Regions from separate parts of the Mus musculus genome. Here regions 1, 2, 3 and 4 are each linked to region 5. A link is a contact called in public promoter capture Hi-C data. All regions are on one chromosome and are shown on one strand. Each heading gives the region's core, a stretch centred on a gene start, on an enhancer-like site or on the middle of the called end of the contact. The rest is flanking DNA. Distances are from core to core; before and after follow the strand shown.

The links. Promoter capture Hi-C pulls out the DNA fragments that hold promoters and counts their contacts. Capture Hi-C pulls out chosen DNA fragments and counts their contacts.
Region 1: a contact with region 5 is called in a promoter capture Hi-C map of cranial neural crest. The contact joins the promoter of Cdc42ep5 here to the promoter of Zfp667 in region 5. A contact is called at or near these places in 3 of 39 promoter capture datasets (cranial neural crest, hippocampal neurons and liver) and 2 of 484 Hi-C or Micro-C datasets (CD4 T cells and CD8 T cells).
Region 2: a contact with region 5 is called in a promoter capture Hi-C map of liver, with 4 times the contacts expected there. The contact joins the promoter of Myadm here to the promoter of Zfp667 in region 5. A contact is called at or near these places in 3 of 39 promoter capture datasets (cranial neural crest, hippocampal neurons and pre-B cells), 1 of 484 Hi-C or Micro-C datasets (cardiomyocytes), 1 of 115 datasets of contacts at active chromatin or transcription factors (astrocytes) and 2 of 9 other capture datasets (adipose tissue and liver).
Region 3: a contact with region 5 is called in a promoter capture Hi-C map of adipose tissue, with 2.3 times the contacts expected there. The contact joins the promoter of Mboat7 here to the promoter of Zfp667 in region 5. A contact is called at or near these places in 3 of 39 promoter capture datasets (hippocampal neurons, liver and pre-B cells), 3 of 484 Hi-C or Micro-C datasets (B cells, CD4 T cells and uterus), 1 of 115 datasets of contacts at active chromatin or transcription factors (astrocytes) and 1 of 9 other capture datasets (adipose tissue).
Region 4: a promoter capture Hi-C map of pre-B cells shows a contact between it and region 5, with 5 times the contacts expected there. The contact joins the promoter of Ndufa3 here to the promoter of Zfp667 in region 5. A contact is called at or near these places in 7 of 39 promoter capture datasets (cranial neural crest, erythroid cells, frontonasal cranial neural crest and 4 more), 4 of 484 Hi-C or Micro-C datasets (B cells, CD4 T cells, CD8 T cells and 1 more), 1 of 115 datasets of contacts at active chromatin or transcription factors (astrocytes) and 1 of 9 other capture datasets (adipose tissue).

What each region holds. Positions count from the first base shown.
Region 1 is chr7:4,162,581-4,165,988 of GRCm38.p6, reverse strand. Cdc42ep5 (CDC42 effector protein (Rho GTPase binding) 5) reads left to right here and starts at 1,284. Exons shown (of 3, transcript NM_021454.4): 1 at 1,284-1,530; 2 at 1,802-1,896.
Region 2 is chr7:3,289,077-3,292,491 of GRCm38.p6, reverse strand. Myadm (myeloid-associated differentiation marker) reads right to left here and starts at 1,937. Exons shown (of 3, transcript NM_016969.2): 1 at 1,862-1,937.
Region 3 is chr7:3,691,341-3,694,338 of GRCm38.p6, reverse strand. Mboat7 (membrane bound O-acyltransferase domain containing 7) reads left to right here and starts at 1,353. Exons shown (of 8, transcript NM_029934.4): 1 at 1,353-1,598; 2 at 2,221-2,299; 3 at 2,404-2,533; 4 at 2,951-2,998. The coding sequence starts at 2,224. Tsen34 (tRNA splicing endonuclease subunit 34) reads right to left here and starts at 729. Exons shown (of 5, transcript NM_001164204.1): 1 at 450-729.
Region 4 is chr7:3,615,529-3,618,779 of GRCm38.p6, reverse strand. Ndufa3 (NADH:ubiquinone oxidoreductase subunit A3) reads right to left here and starts at 1,407. Exons shown (of 4, transcript NM_025348.3): 1 at 1,373-1,407; 2 at 1,089-1,163. The coding sequence starts at 1,382. Oscar (osteoclast associated receptor) reads left to right here and starts at 2,623. Exons shown (of 5, transcript NM_001290377.1): 1 at 2,623-2,739. The coding sequence starts at 2,703.
Region 5 is chr7:6,284,646-6,287,941 of GRCm38.p6, reverse strand. Zfp667 (zinc finger protein 667) reads right to left here and starts at 1,362. Exons shown (of 5, transcript NM_001024928.2): 1 at 1,288-1,362.

The sequences.
Region 1 (3,408 bases), core at 35-2,534, 2.1 Mb after region 5:
CAATTCATCAACAGCAACATGTATGTGTGTGTATGTGTTTGTGTGTGTGTGTCGTGGGGGGGGGGGTGTCACAAATGAGATGAGACATAGTAGCTGTCTTTATCAGTATGGGTTATTTAATTTAACCTCCAGTTCTATCCATTTTCTCAAAAATGACATAATTATGCTTTTCTTCAAGGCTGTCCAAAACCCCTTTGGGAACATACACCACGATTTCTTTATCCAATCATCTATCCGTTGATGGGTGTCTAGACTAATCCAGTAACCTGGCTCCTCTGTAAAAACTGCAAACACATGGGCCCGCAGGTATGTGTCATTCTGACTTAGATTTCTCCTAGTGGCTTTCAAGCTGACCTCTCAGTGTCTACCAAAGTCATTTCTTTTCTACTTGCTTCCCTGTGTGTTTGTGTTCCACGTGGCCTCTGTCCAAAGTCCCTGCAGTGCTTTCTGCAGACCTCCTAGACAAAATATCTCTATTAAACACTGTGGACTTCTCCCTGTACTAAAGGTCTATCCTACCATGCCTCTGCTGTTCTCTGACAGTGCTCCCTCCTCCCTGGCTCTACAGGCTCCCAGTATAGACCTCAGTGTGCAACCCAAAGGTGCTTGCTTATTAGATCTGTAACTGGGTCTCCCTCTGAGCCTTCCCTCTTTCTGTGCATTTTGCCCTAAGCCACACGACACCCGGGAACAGCACACATACCTCACACCCCCCAAACACCCTCACTCCAGCCGTGCTCCATCAGCTTTTGAAGGATGTTGTGAACACCAGTGTGTAGTCTTCACCACAGACAGGGAATCAGAGTGAAGACCCTTCTCTGGCAGATGGCTGCAAATAGGAGCATCCTGGGGAACGCTCCAGGGCAATTGCACAGCACTTCTTTCTCCTACTGGGACTTTAATTCTCTCTTATCTTTTTTCCTCTCCTCCCATATCTCTCTCTCTCTCTCACTCACACACACTTCACCCCACATTCTCTCTCTCTCTCTCTCTCTCTCTCTCTCTCACACACACACACACACACACACACACACACACACACCCCACACTCTCCTTCTTTCCTCTCTTCCTATCTTTTTTCTCAACTCGCCCTCCCTTCCTGCCCCCCCCCCCCCAGCCCCCACCCCATGCCACTCCCCTAACAGCTGCAGTCTGGAAGAAATTACTCTTCTAAACAGCCAGACTTCACTGGTTTCAGGACATTCCAGGCTGGGCCGGGGAGGGGTTGGGCTGGGGGCGTGCCCGTCCATCCCCCTAGCTCTACCCCCGCTTCCACTACGCTCAGTCCTGGTTTCCTCCTGTCCCTACAATCCCTTCAAAGGGCCTTTAGCTTTTCTACCATCAAGGCTTTCTAGTCCTTTAAATCCTAGAGGCAAACTTTTAGGGACTAAGGAAGGCTGGGAGGGGCCTATGGCTTAACCCTCTCAACCCGGGACAAGAGACCAGCTTGGCTGACTGGGCGTTGACTCGGTGCTTGGTTGGTAGGCTGCCATGGCCCCCGAGAGGGGCTGAAGCTTATTCCTGGTGCAGGTAAGAAGGAACTTCCGGGGGTTGCCAGATTCTGGGGGCTAGTCTCTTGGGTCTGAGGGAGGAGGGCAAACGAAAGAGAATTCCTGGACCCCTGGAATGTGAGAGAGGAAAGCAGGGGAACTCCCAGCCCGTGAAACCAGAGAGCTAGGAGGTGGGGCTGCTGAGACCCAAGGGTGCAGGACCCAGCCTGAGGCGGTGGCACTCAGACCGCCGCATGCCTAGGTCCTGGAGCCCCTACCAGGTAGGACGTGACACTTACTTTATTTGCCAGGTGAGATCTCTCCTGCAGAAAGAAGGAAAAAGGCGCCAGAGAGGCCAGGAGGGACCCCAGCTTAAGTCGGATCTCAATTAAGTCTGGACCACGAGGTGAGAAGGTTGTAGTGGGCAGGGGTCTTCAACCGGGGGCGTGGGAGGAAGACAGACTAGTTAGCAAACAGACCAGGGACTTCGACGTACCCGATGCAGCCCGGTGGCTTTAGGAAAAGAATTGCCAATGCTGAGATCCCAGGGGTCTCCAGGTGGGGTCCCTTGCCAGGTCTGGGCTCCACCCTCCTCCAGCCTGAGAACCAGTCCAGCCAGCTCTGGAGCGGGTTATTATTTTCTTGCTGGCAGGGCTGGGGCTGAGAGAGGACAGAGGTGAGCCAGCTGTGCCCCACCCCCACCCCCACCCCCATCCCTGCAGCTGGAGCCACGCGGTACTTAGGCAGGAAAAAGAGGGTGGAAGAGGCCAGAGAGGATGTGCTTATCTGAGCATGTGTCTGTCAGGGCGGGCTGGGTTGCCTGCTTTCTTCCAGTCTACTTTGCATTGATCCCTAACAACAGCCCCTCTGTAAGAGCCTAGGCTGATGACGAACTTTTCCCAAGAATGACCACATTGCCTTGTGTTTAACAGGCCTGCAGCACGCATATTTGAGCTTAGAGCTGAGTGTGCAAAAGGACACCTAGGTTGCAGGGGGATGTGACTCGCTGAAGGTCTCAGAGCAAGCCAAGGCTACAGGGGCATTAAAATCTCCATGTTGCATGTGTTAGAGCAGGCATGTAGTGTGTTGCATTCGAGTATGTTAGGGTAACCCCCTAGATTATTCTCCACTTTATTCTTGAAATGAGAGAGGTCTCTTATTCAAAGGAATAAGCCCCAGCTGTCTTCTTGCCCCTGCCCTCTTCCGTGCTGGGCTTAGAGGGTTTTTGAATGGGTGCTGGGGATTTGAACTCAGGTTCTTGTGATTGTGCAGCGAGTACCCTCGTCCCCCTCTAAACAGTTAACCATCATTCCAGTCCCAAGAGCTTTTTCCCCCCAAGAGACCGAATTTCACTATGTAGTCCTGGCTGGCCTGAAACTCTCTATGTAGACCAGGCTGGCCTTAGACTTATAAAGATCCACTTACCTCTGCCTTCTGTACACTGAGATTAAAGGCATGTGCATCACATCCACCTCCCAAAGCTCGTTGTGGTTGTGAGCCTACCCTTTAGCAGCTGAGCGTTCTCTCTAGCCCCACAAAAGCTCTTTTAATTCACTTCCTCCCCCCATATACAATGGAAGAGAAAACAAAGTCAGGAAAGGTACCACATGAGAGCTCTGGCTTTTATATCAAATTAAAGCTTTTTTGTTCCTCTCCATGTGGTCCACCTCCTGTGGGTGACTGTCAACTGCAATAGCTTCTTTACATTTCAGTCTTTACCAGCCTGGTCTAAATCCTGTCTCCAGAATATATTCCCGTGTGACCCAGGGCCAGTTATTGAATCTTTCTGCTTTTCATCATTGAAAAAAAAAGTTATCACCTTCTGCTCCAAGGATTGTTTTGAGGATCAAATGAGTTACCAAGGCCGGTGCTCATCTGTGAGAATGTGCCTGGGAAATAAAGAGGGCCCTGTGTGTGT
Region 2 (3,415 bases), core at 688-3,187, 3.0 Mb after region 5:
GGAGCCAGGCAGAACGACTCCCAAAAGTTGTCCTCTGAACTCTTTCCGTGTTCTGCAGTAGATGTGTCCCTGCGTCCCTCACCCACTGATATATATATATATATTCTATTTTTCTATTTTGAGATAAGCATTTGCTATGTAAGCCTTACTGGCCTGGAACTTGCTATGTAGACCAGGCTGGCCTTGAGTTCACGGAGATCTGCGTGCCTCTGTCCCCTGAGTGCTGGGATTAAGGGAAAAATCTTTTTTTGAACTCTGAGTCCTTTCAGAATGAGGAAAGTCTGGCCTGGGAGTGCAGAACAGTGTTCCCAAAGCACCGGTAGAGGCAGGATTGGAAATTCGAGGCCTTCTTGGGGTCACAGAGAGAGTTCAAGACCACCAAGGGGTGGGGGTGGGGATGGGGGGAAAGGAAGTCAGTAGTGGTGAGGTTTTAAGTAGAGTATTTGACTAGCATGTGTGAGGTACTAGGTTCAACCCCTAATGGGTGGGACTGGGGCTAAGGGAATGAGACTCCTTAAAACTCCTTCAATCTGATGGAGCTCCAGGACACAGCTCTTCCTTGGCTCCAGGCAAGAACTCATGCAGGAGTTGCAATTCTCCCTGGGAACTAGAAGCCTCCAGGGCACTTGGGAGTTGAGACAGAAAGGCAGAAACCCCCAGCTCCCACCAGGATTGGTTTTTTTGGGAAGCCAGGCACCCCGCACTATAATAAGTGGGCAACAGATCGCCTGTAATCTCAGCATTTAGGAGGAAGAGGCAGACGGATCTCTACAAGTTCAGGGCCAGCCAGGTCTACATAGCGAGTTCCAGGACTACAAAGGCTATATACATAAAGCCTGTCTTTAAAATTTTTTAAACAAAAACAAAAATGGCGGGTTAGTGTCCAGCATAAATCCTTCTGTCAGGGAGAAAAGTTAGGAAAGGAGGAATAGAAAGAAAGGAAGACCTTAGGAGAGGTAACGGAACTAGTGATAGAGGCCTCCAGCATCGTTTGAAGTCATTGCTCAGGAATGCTCAGCTAAAGACATAAGCAGGGTGAGGAAACGCCCCTAGAGTTTCCTCCTAGGTCTAGTTCCACTCTCAGGGCCACACCCAGCACCCCTGCTACCATCCCCAATGCCACACTCCTGAGGTCATCCATCACTCCACAGACAGGGCACATGCTGGGCACAGCCCTGAACAGACTCCAGGCCACGCCTCACACCAGTGGTGGGCTCAGCCGTAAGCCTTCAAAGATTCCTACCTCCCTCCCCCCAGCCCCCCCCCCATACTCTAGTGCGGGTGCAGGCCTCTGGGAGGGTCAGAACAAGGACTTTCCCCTCCTGAGTCCCTCCAGGTATAAGCACCAGGTATAAGCATCCAGGAGTTCCATCTTCTCGGATTCAGGGATCTATACTCAATCTTTCCGAGTCTTCAAACCAAGAGTCGAGATCCCAGCCCCTCCCTTCTTCCGTCCCAATTCAAACTCCAGTACCTTCTCCCTCAGAACAAATTCAGACCCCCAACTTCCTCCAGATTAAGGTCTGAATCCTGCCCTCCTCCCTGAGACCCATCTTAAATACAGATCCCAAACCTTTTTGGTCAGACCTAGGAGTCTAGATCCCATCCTACCGCTCTCAGCCTCAAGGGTCCAAGTACCACCGTCCTTCCTCATACCCACGTGCCCACTCCCCAGTCCCTCTTCTTTCCCATGTATGACCTGTATGAGCTCAGATGTTCAGCCTTTCATCCAGAGCTTGAGTCCTGGTCCAACTGCAGTGTTTCTAGGGATCCAGACACCTGAATCCGTGCCCACTCCTCTTTCTAGAACCAAGGATCCTGGACCACAACTCCTTCCCTTTGGGGGTCCCTGCAGCTTTACCTCTCCAGGCAGTGGCGACTGTAGCACAAACAAGGACGACAGCTGCAGACCAAAAGGGTCTTAGGACTGGGTGGAGTTGGCCAGCTGAGGAGCGCGCGAGGGAGGGGTTGTGGGCGGGGTTTGGGCCTGGCTAGGGCGGTGAAAAGGGACTTTCCCTTCATTCAGGCTATCCCTGGTAGGCCCCGAAGGCGGGGCTAATGCCACACCACGCCCCCAGAAGGCTAGCGTCCTGGATCTCCCGCCCTACCAGTGAGGGGGTGCAGAGCTGAGGTCACCGTAGCCGTGGAGACAAAACAGGAAGACACAGCAGCTGGAGGGGTGGGGTCTCCTGGGGGCTATCCTCCCTGTCATAGCTCTAGAAAGAAATCTTCAGGGTAGACCGGAGAATGCTGTTGCCATAGAAACGTACTTGTTTATGATTTGTTTCAGATAGAGTCGTCGCCCCCCCCCCACTAAGCCGGGTCCCCACGCCTAGTCTCACCTCTCATTCAGTTCTCCCGCTCTCCGCCCCACGCCTCTGTCTATCAGTTCCCCCACGATACCCAGAAAAAGGAAATCTTACACATCCAGGTCCCAGCAGTTTGAGGGTCAGCTAGACCTCTGTTTAACGGAGTCTTGTCTACCTGAAGCAGAATTTAGGGTGCCAGGCCTTGAGCTTAAGCTACCTTGACTAGTGAGGGCCCACCCCCAAAAAACAAAGACTAGATTCCTTCGTTTAGGGGTCTGCATAGAGAGTGGGCCATATCTCCAATTACACTGTAATCATGGCCTGAGGACCCTTGGGCCAAGTCTCAGAAGATCACAGCCAGGAGACGCGAAAGGATGATGGATAGTAGCTAAATTCCTGGAAATTTGGAGGGAGGGTACCAGATTTCTGAGCGTTCAGTTTTCAAAACATATGTGGTTGGTTGGTTGGTTGCCTGAGTCTAGAAGGGCACGCTATTTTTGGCCTGAATTCCTGCCTTCAGGACAAAGGGAGAGACTCAGAATCTTTATGAGGACAGGGCTAGGGCCCGGAGCTCTGGATTCTAGGTTCTATCATATGGGAAGGATTCCTCGGGCCCTATAGTACCGGGAGGAGAGGGGCAAAAGCAGGAAAGAGATGCAGGATTGGGAAAAAAAAAAAAAAAAAAAGTCGGATTTAAGGGCCTGAAAGAACTCGACTGAGCCAGATGGGAAAAGAAGCTGAAGGTCGCGATGCTGGAGGGACCTTTAGGTCTCTCCTAAAGGTCCCAATGCTGGCCCCCTGGGCAGGGCGGAGACCCAGGACACCTGGTTCCCTCCCTCCTGGCTGCACTCACTCACCCCGCTCTGCAGCGGTCCCGGGCGCGGCCTTGCTCTGCTGCTGCTGGGCGGGGCCTAGTGGCGGCTGCGGCTGCTTGTCTCTTCCCGGCGGCTGCTTCTGGTTACCTTCCAGGAAGACTGGAGAGGTTTATAGTCCTAGCCCTAGAGAGGAAGCTAGGAGCTTCGCGAAGGGGGTGGGAGGTGGGGGTTCGAAGGGGTCCAAGAGCTCACTACAGCCAGCTTCGTGTCCTACAGAGGAGGGAGGAGCTG
Region 3 (2,998 bases), core at 104-2,603, 2.6 Mb after region 5:
CCCTCAGAGAGACCTCCCGCCATAGTGGTGCACCGCCCTTTTTGCAAAGTGGGTGTCTTCTTATGCGTCCGTCAAATCTCAGAACCTCAATGTAGGGTGGTTTGCTCAAGCCACACCCTCTTCTAAATACTTGGAGCCCAGCCCCTCCCCTTTCGAAGTGCCCAGATTCGCCTTTCCCGCCTATTCTGAGTCGGACTTTAAAAGAAACCCAGTCCTGTCTTGCGCCAGCTGTTCGATGTTCCAGCATCCTAAATTCGGCTCAATCGGGAGTCCTGCCTACCCGAACGCAAGCGTTTCAGCCTTCGGAAGATCTCGACTCTATTCCCGAACGCATGCGGGAGATCTCGGCTCAGTAGAATCAGCCACCCCCTCTAAGTTGCAAAAGGTTCAGCATTCGACCCTAGCCAGATCCCATCGTTCTTCCAGCTGTGGCCCCGCCCACTTCCTACCCAATTTAAGGAGTTCACAATTACGATTGAATCCACAGTCGCACTCGAGGTGCAGTGTGCGTCGTGGCTCCCTTTCAATCTGTCGTACTGTCCTCAGGCAGAGGCAATAAGTCAACCCCTAGCCAACACCAACTCTCGGCTAAGGCGGAGCTGGCCCTACGTAGCGCGTCCTCCGTCATCCCGTCAGGTCAGCAAAGCGGAAAAGCCAAGAAAGCCCTCACTGCCACTCCGGTCTGCACAAATGGGACCTTGAGGGTCATTGCTCTGGCCTCGCCCCCAAATCCACCAGTCATGTCGGCCCCGCCCCTTCGCCGTTTTCCGGTCTTCTGTGGCTCCGCCTTCCTCCCTCAAGACTATTAGCTCAGCCTGTTAAGTCTACTGATTATTTCCAAAGTTAGGCCAAAACGGCTGCCCTCAATATCATTTGACCGTGACCTGAAAAAGCATTCAGCTATCTGAAGTAAGTCCAAATATGCGATCCCGCCCACACCCCGTGGTTCTTTGACTCTCGGACCCCGGCTGATTCCGACTATCTCCGAAGTAAGCCGAAGCATGCGGTCCCGCCTACTTCGTTCTGCGTTCTTGAGCCCGCCTAACACTACACAACGACTTTTGGACCCGATTATTTCCGAATCAAGCCGAAGTGTGTGGTCCCGCCTACATCCGGCCGAGTTTGTAAACGCATCTAATTCCGAGCCGTGACTTTGGAATTCGGCTATCCCCGAAGTAAGCCGAAGCTGTGGCACTCCATGCCGAGGGCTTGAATGACCGAGTGTGCCCGAAGGAATCCGAAGCTGAAAGTCTGTCTCTGAGCTCCAGGTCCCTCCTCCTCAAGTCTCAACGGGACTCGAAGATCTTGGCCCCGCCTCTCTGACCCGAAACCCCGCCCCTTCACGTACTGGCAGCTCTTTGCCCGGGGACCTCCTAGAAAGATCGCGACAGGCATCTTGCGGCAGACTGGTGTTCTGGGTACCTTTCTTGCGGTGCTGTAACTCGTACAGCCGCGGCTCTCGGGGCCTGGACCGCGCAGCCCTGCCGGCGCCCTCCAGAACGGGCAGTGCGGGGGCGTGCTGAGCTGGGGAGGCGTGGCGCGAGCCGAGGCGGCCTCGAAAAGGAGCTCCGCAGTCTTCTGGCCCACGGACGGTTCAGGTGGGCCCAGGTTGGGTTGCATGGCGGCGTCACGAAGATCGTAGGGTGGCGGGGTGCGGGGACAGCGCCCAGAGCGTGGCCGGGCTGGGTGGCGTAACCGCCTGTGGATCTGCCGAGGCAGAATCGGATACACGCTGGCCTTCGCTGCGCGGGGCTGGGCTACGAAAGGTGCTTGCAGATCGTACAGGGTCATTGCCTTCTCTCCGAGGTACGGGTTAAAGAGGAGCCCAGAGCTCAGAGCTTAGAAAACAGGATGCTAAATGCTGGGCTTCTCCGAGCTGGGCGGGAGTGGGAGTACTGGGTCCTGTAAGACGCAGAGGAAATTGGGGACCCAGAAGGGCTCCAATGTACTCAGGAGGGTGAGGATGATACAGATTCCTGGGCTCTCAGAGAAGAGGGGTGTTGTGAAGGATTGTTTTTCTGGCCGGAAGGTGTGGGTCATAAATGGAAGTAGAAGTACTTTTGATTTCAACATTGGCAAAGGGGTGGGGTGGGGGCTTAATTCTTGGGTCCTGGAAGGAGGAGTGAGCTGGAGGCCTGGGTTCTCAAAGGGGATTCTACTGTCTTCAAAAGAGGAAGGGACTGGAATACTGGTTCTCACTGTGAGTCCTTCCTCCCCCAGACCATGACACCCGAAGAATGGACATATCTAATGGTCCTTCTTATCTCCATCCCTGTTGGCTTCCTCTTTAAGAAAGCTGGTGAGTCAGGTTCCTTGTCTAGTGGAAAATTAGGGTGAGGGAGCTGGGGTGGGGAATCACCCCTCCCGAAGGTTCTAGGCTTATACTTTACCTTTTCCTTTCAGGACCTGGGCTGAAGAGATGGGGGGCAGCAGCTGTGGGCCTGGGGCTCACCTTATTCACCTGTGGCCCCCACAGTTTGCATTCTCTGATCACCATCTTGGGAACCTGGGCCCTCATTCAGGCCCAGCCCTGGTGAGAACTAGGTGGTGAGAAAGGAAGAAGGATGCAGAGAAGCAGCAGTCTGTTTCCTCTTCGAGTCTTCTATTTCTTCTCCTTTAATCTTACTGTGTGTCGCTATGCCTTGGCCATCTTTCTTCCCACCTTGTGTCTTTGCCCCAGTCCTCAGTATCCATGTGGCAGACTGACTTCCATAGTCCAGTCAGGCTGAGCTCTGGCTGAAGTGCCTTCCTTCTTCCAGAAGCTTCTCTTAATGCCGGTCATTCTTTTCTTATCTCTGGCTGTGCCTCTTCTGTCTCTGTTACTCACCAGTCTTCTCACCTCTTCTTCTCTGTCTGAATGTGGGCAGGGGCGGGGGTGGGTATCTCAGGAGAAGGAAACAGAGGCTAAGGTCCCTGTACCCAACATTATGACTTCCCACCTCTGTCCTAGCTCCTGCCATGCCCTGGCTCTTGCCTGGACCTTCTCCTATCTCCTCTT
Region 4 (3,251 bases), core at 158-2,657, 2.7 Mb after region 5:
AGGAAAAAGAACCTACGTCCTCTTCTTGCCTCCAGAGGCGCACACACATTTTTAAGAAAAGATACGTGCCGGGCAGTGGTGGCGCATGCCTTTAATCCCAGCACTTGGAAGGCAGAGGTGGATTTCTGAGTTCGAGGCCATCCTGGGCTACAGAGTGAGTTCCAGGACAGCCAGGGCTACACAGAGAAACCCTGTCTCGAAAAACCAAATAATAATAATAATAATTAAAATAAAATAAAATAAAGATATGCAGGGATGGTGGCTCAGGCGTGTGATATCAACACATAAGAACCCAAGGCAGACTGCTGTGAGTTTGAGGCCCACTTGAGCTAAGTGATTTGTATCCTCTATAAAAAAGAAAACTGAAAAGATTCAGAAGAAGTCAGTTCAAGGAAGTTTTTAACCTTAGTGTGGTGAGAGAGCTCAATAGTTAAAATTACCTGCTCACTGGAACTCAGAATGAGCACTGACTCCAGTAAGTTGTCCTCCGACCCCCCAAACCCAACTGGTAGCCAACACACACACACACACACACACACACACACACACACACCTTAAAAAATGTAATTTTAACTTTAAGAACGAACCAAGTATACATTAAATCACTATTTCAACATATAATCAATTAAAACCACATACATTAGAGCATTCTAGGTCTTTGAAAGTCAGGGTGGTAGATAGCTGGTGGTGGGTTTTAGAACTTCTCTGTCACACTCCAGGCCAGCAATACTGACAATTTTGGTACTGTGATGGCTGCCAAATCCAAGGCCTCACCCCAGACTTTCAGAATGAAAATTTAACAGGTCACCTCCATCTCCCGGGCTTCAATGCATCAGAACTGTGAGTAACCCTGTCCCACTGCAAGGTGGGAGGCTTGCTGAGAGATTTGCATAAGTCAGACTTCGCCGAGGAGTTCTGCCTACAGAGTCAAACTGAGTTGAATGTGCACCTCTTGTGTGTGGTGAGGGAAGAGCGACAGTAATGTCAGGATATGGCTGGCAAGGGGATGCGAGATGAAACTGTGCCGTGGAATGCTGATGACTTCCGGGTGGAGGATGCACTTTCGCGCCGGGGAAGGGGGCACTCACCGAGGCCCCAGACAGAGAAGGACACCACCAGCACCGGCTCCTTCGCCCAGGCATTCTTGAGGAAGGCAGAGATTCCTAGAGAGGTGAGAAGACAGTCACCCTTGGGGACTACTGCGGTGACCTCTAACACTCTCGTATCACCCCTGCTCTGCACCCTCGTGACTGCCGCGCCCCTATTCTGGGACGGATTACCGGTCCCCAAGGCTCCACTGAGACTCAGCCACGGATCAGCCCACAGTTTCCTGGAACTACTTGATCCCCGCGAGCTCCAAACCTGTACTTACTCCCGGCCATCTTGTTCTTGGCGGCGACAAGGAGCGGAGCTCTCTGGGAGTTGTGGTCCTTCTCCTTGCGTGAGGCCCCGCCCCTTGGGCGAGGACGTGGACCCTTTCGGGAGTTGTAGTTCTGGAGTGAGGCTTAAGAGGACTGAAAGATTTAAACCACCTTGAACACCTGCTGGCCTCACCATTTTCTTATAGTTTATAACTCAGCAAATGCATCGGAGAAGTAACATAACGTTCTCCTGTAATAAAGTCAGCTTTGGGCTGGAGAGATGGCTCAGAGCTCTGTCTGCTCTTCCAAAGGTTTAATTTCCAGTAACCACATGGTGACTGACAACCATCTGCAATGGGATCTGACGCCCTCTTCTGGTGTGTCTGAAGACTGCAACAGTGTACTCATAAATAAACCTTAAAAAAAAAAAAGTCAGCTTTACATTGAGATCACATCTAGACATAAGCTCATTCTGGAAATTCTAAATTAATCCCAAATATATTAAGGACTGCCTGTGCTTTGTGTTACTAGCATGCAGATCATGGCTTTTCCCTCCATCTGCCCCTTAGTGCTGAAAACTGAAACCAGGACAGGCTAGGCTACCCATCTCCGATTGAGCCACTCCTCCGTCCACTTGCTGATAGATTCTACTATCCCAGGTCCCTGCTGGTGGATTTTAGGCATATCTTTTATTGTTGAGCCACATTTTTCAGCCCTTTCATTACTTTTTATTTTGAGACAGGGCATTAAATGGCTCAAGTTGGCCCTGCAATCTTTGAACTTGACAGCCTCCTGCCTTGGTTTCTCAAGCTGGTGAGATTACAAGCCTGAGCCTCTAAGATAATGCACATCACTTAAAAAAATTAACATATCTGGACTGGACAGTGAGAGCAGTAATGGAGTCTGAGCCTTCTCTTGTTACCGGCATAGTACATATTGTACAGCAAGCTTCTTTTTCCCTTTCTACCTTTTTGTTTTGTTTTTTTTGTTGTTGTTGTTGTTTTTTTCCTCTTTTCCATTTTTCTTCCTCCCACCTGCCCCTTTCCTTTCTCTCCTCAGTGCTGAGGCTACTCTGGGCAAGTGGTCTTCTACTTAGCGACAACGTCCTCAGCCCTCCTCCCCAACTTTTAAGTTAAATTAAAGAACACCAGAGGCTATGACTGTTCCATCTTGCAACTTTTTCCAAGACAATGAAACTATGACACAGTTACCCAGGAGCCTCCACCTGACTCCTCTGTTCCCTAAACAGGACTCTCACATGGCTTTCTGGTGTTGCTTCATTTCCTCAGAGTGAAAAAGGCAGGGTCAACCTTTTCCTCAGCTCCACGGAGAGTGCCCACCATGGTCCTGTCGCTGATACTCCAGCTGTCGACTCTCTGTGAGCTGTCCCTCCCCTGTGTGTGGATCCTTGGCTGGGCTGAGGGCTATATCTGTTCATATGGAATTCAACATCCAATTTAGAAAAAGGAATCAGGACTGGTACCCAGATACCTGAGTCCTAAACGGGGGAAGACAGATTGCTGGGTCGGGGGTGAGCATAGGTTTCTCTGGATCTCCAGGCAGAGGAGAGTAAGGGATATCTAGGGGTCAAAGAATGTATTCAGTTCTCATGGTAAATGGGCAAGTCTACTGTGCTGGAGGGAGGGGGCATCTAAACCTTCAAACCCCAAGGCAGAGAAACCCCAAGGAGCAAAGTATTGTTCTTAGGAAAGGTGGGGAACAGAGGCCTGTCCTCTTGGGTCAGACAGCAGCTTCTTAAGTATGGGGAATGGAAGTACAGAGTTTTGCTTGATCCTAAAAAAGACGGTGGCAGGCTTCATGTAATCAGAGTCTAGGGCTCCTTAGAGGGGAGACGGTAGTCCACAAAGGGCTTTGTAAAAACCAACTCTT
Region 5 (3,296 bases), core at 113-2,612:
ACAGGTCAGGGTAGGATGCAACTTTCCCGCAGGACCATTCTTGGGCAGACACCAAGAAGCCAGGTTGCTTGCCTAGGGATAAAAGGAGTCTGGAGGGTGTGTGCACCACTGCTCAATCCAGAACCTCTGCTAGAGGTGAAAGACGGCCAAATTCCAAATGTAGACACTAAAACTCCTTTGGAATTCACCACTACAACCCTACCTGTACACAGGCCAACAACACAACAGCAAACCTCCACCGTCAGCACTACAACAAAGGCCAGACTCTACACCGCACTCAGTATGTCCCAGGCATTGTACAAGGCATTTCACCTGTATTATTTCACAGTCCGTTTAGCCTTTCCATCAACACTCTGATGAGCGCCATTTATCCCTTTGTACAGAAGGAAAAGTCTCATCCTTAACAGGTTCAGTTTCCCAGACTAGGCCATCACATCTCCTCCTCTAGAGGAGCCCGTTGCCACGGTAACAAATGAGATGAGGCACGATCAATCACACACTGGCACACACTCACAAAGCCATTGTCATCTGATGGCTCACTGTATCTCTAGACTTTGATAAATAACTTCATCAGCCTCTCTCTCTCACACACACACAAACACACCCGCCAACACTCTCACACCAGCACAGCTAGTGACATAGAGATACTCAGAACTGTGTGCCCACACCCTTGGGCCCCTCTAGCCTGCGGTGGCCTCCTTTCCCACTAGGACCTGTACAGTCACCTGTCCCTGGGCCCCACAGGCCGAGTGCCCTCAGACTATGATAAACAGCTCCATCAGTCTATCACACTCACACACAAGTACAACCGAGATGCTCAGAACTCTGTTCCTACATCCACTAGCGGCCCCTTGTAGTGTCTTCCTTTACACAGGGCACACTGGTCACATCACGCAGTTGGTGGTATTCGCACCTGTTTCTTGGGGCTCACAGGCCTAGTCGGTCTCTCCCTCTCCCTTCCCCCCTCCCACTTCCCTTCTCCCGCGCCCCCCTTCCACTTCTCTTCTCTCGCGCACACACATATACACACGTGGAGTCTCCTGAAGGATTCTCATACTGTGTTCACCCCACAACAAACAATATACGCCAAGCATACACGAAGCTTCAGGCGTGCACCCGAATCAACTCAGATCACCAGAGCGACCCACGCAAACAGGTCTCTGTCTCTCTCTGTCTCTCTGTCACACACACACACACACACACACACACACACACACACACACACACACACACACGCTATCAATCATTCCCACTGAAGGAAGGCTCGCAGTCACCAGACCCCCTCACCTGTCTCCCTGCTGCGTCCTCCGTCTCACAGCTGCCACAGAACTGCTAGCAACAGAGCTCCCGCGCCTGCGCACTCGCCTCCCAGACCCCCAGGGATCCCTTCAGGGCCTCTCCCCGGTCCCCCCGCCCCTCCAGAAGGACGCAGGCCAGTGCGGCCCCGCCCCCAGGGCTTCCCCCGGAGCGCGGAGCCACGCCCCCTGACACGCAACTAGACGCTGCAGTCGCAGAACCCCGGAGACAGCGCGAGGCCACGCCCTCAATAATTTGGTTGGCTATTCTGCCGACCCGTGTGCGCCCTCCTACGCTAAGCGCTTTTCTAAGGGGTTCGGCCAAGCTCCCGTTAGAGTCCATTCAGCATGCGTCCTTTCCGGGATGCTTCTCCTAGCGTTCCACACCTCGGACTCACTGGGCTTCCACGCGCCTTACGCCGTGCGCAACCGCGAGCTTGTACCGCCAACCTCAGGCTTTGGCAAGAGACTAAGGATATCCACGCCCAAAAGGGTGTTTCCATCCTCGTTGTCGCCTGTCTGGAGACCTTGTGACCCTCAGAGGAGAGGACAGAGTTTCTTCTGTGGCTGTTTAGAAAGCCATGGGGGAAACGATGGGCACGTGAGAAGAGGAGCGTTCCACCTTGGAGTCTGATTGAAGACTCTCCACAGCACAATTCAACACTTATAAGGCCGTACTCCCTCCCAAACTATAAACCTGAAATTTTCTAGGAACTCAGTATAAATCTCACGTAAAGGGGAAAGGCCTGCCCTAAACCTCTTGAGCAACCCTAATGATTTCTGGTCCTACCTTATCAAATTATAACTCCATTCAAGCCACTTCCGGAGTCACTTTACATCTCACCAAGTAGAAAGAGAATAGGGGTAATACTTGAGGAAACCCTAGGCTCAGTGAAGGACAAGGAATGACTCTCGGGTCGCACAGCAATCACCAGGATAAGGGTAGACTAGACACCAGACCCTGTTATGGCATCCCTTAGCAAGAACACAGTCATTGGTGTGTGCACAAGTGAAATGCTGTCAGCTGCACAATTCAGTATACCCAACCTGCGTATAAATATAAGTGCCTAGAGAAAGGGAAGTGACTCATTTAGATCTTCAGTCAAGACAGTGATGAGCGTCAACTGTGACATCTGAATGGTCATGTGGGAAACAACGGCACTACTGAGCAAACACAGCATTTCATTTCACCGATGGGAAAACTGAGGTTCCAAGCACATTGGACCTTACCTGAGGCCCCAGAAATAGGAAGTAGGAGGGAAGCACAGAGGTTAAGTTCTACACATCATTTCTCTAAAGGGGAAACCAAGAGACTGAGAGAGCCCCAGTCCAAGAATGGGGGTACAGGGTGGGAGGCTCCAAAGAAGAAGTGTGACTCAGATTCTCACAAGTCTTTCAAAACCTCCATCTATCCAGGAGAAACTATGATGTTACTACCAAAAGAGGCAGGGAATTCGTTATCTTGGAGACCAGAAAGGGTGAGACTAAAGGTTGCATTCATTTCCCAGTGAATGAAAACTAAAATAAAATAAAAAGGGAAGAACATGACTGTTCCTAGGTATGGTAGATGAGAAGGTTTATTGTAGATAAAGGGACACATAGTCAGAGGCACGGATGTCTGAGAGAGTCCAAAGTGAACATGACCCTAAGCAATATGAGGAGAGGGAGGAGGGGAGAGAAGAGGGCTAGACCAAGAGGCCAGGAGGCTAAAGAGAGTAGGTGAAAGGACCAGGTAACCAAAATGATTGGATTGCATAGGGAAGGAGAGCTGGGGGAAGGGTGGCCCAGCCCCTGGGCTGGAGAAGTTTAGGGTAGAGGGCAGAGTATGCCTGCCAGGAGGGCCCTGTAATAGGTACAAACTGAGAAAGGCAGGTAGAACCTGGTGGCCAGGTCCCCTTTAATATCTTAAGTAGGCACTTTTGTCTGGGGCTTGAAACTTAACACCCAGGAGACCTCTTTGGACCTCAGGAACGTGCACGCCTTGCATGCTCAGACTAGCCT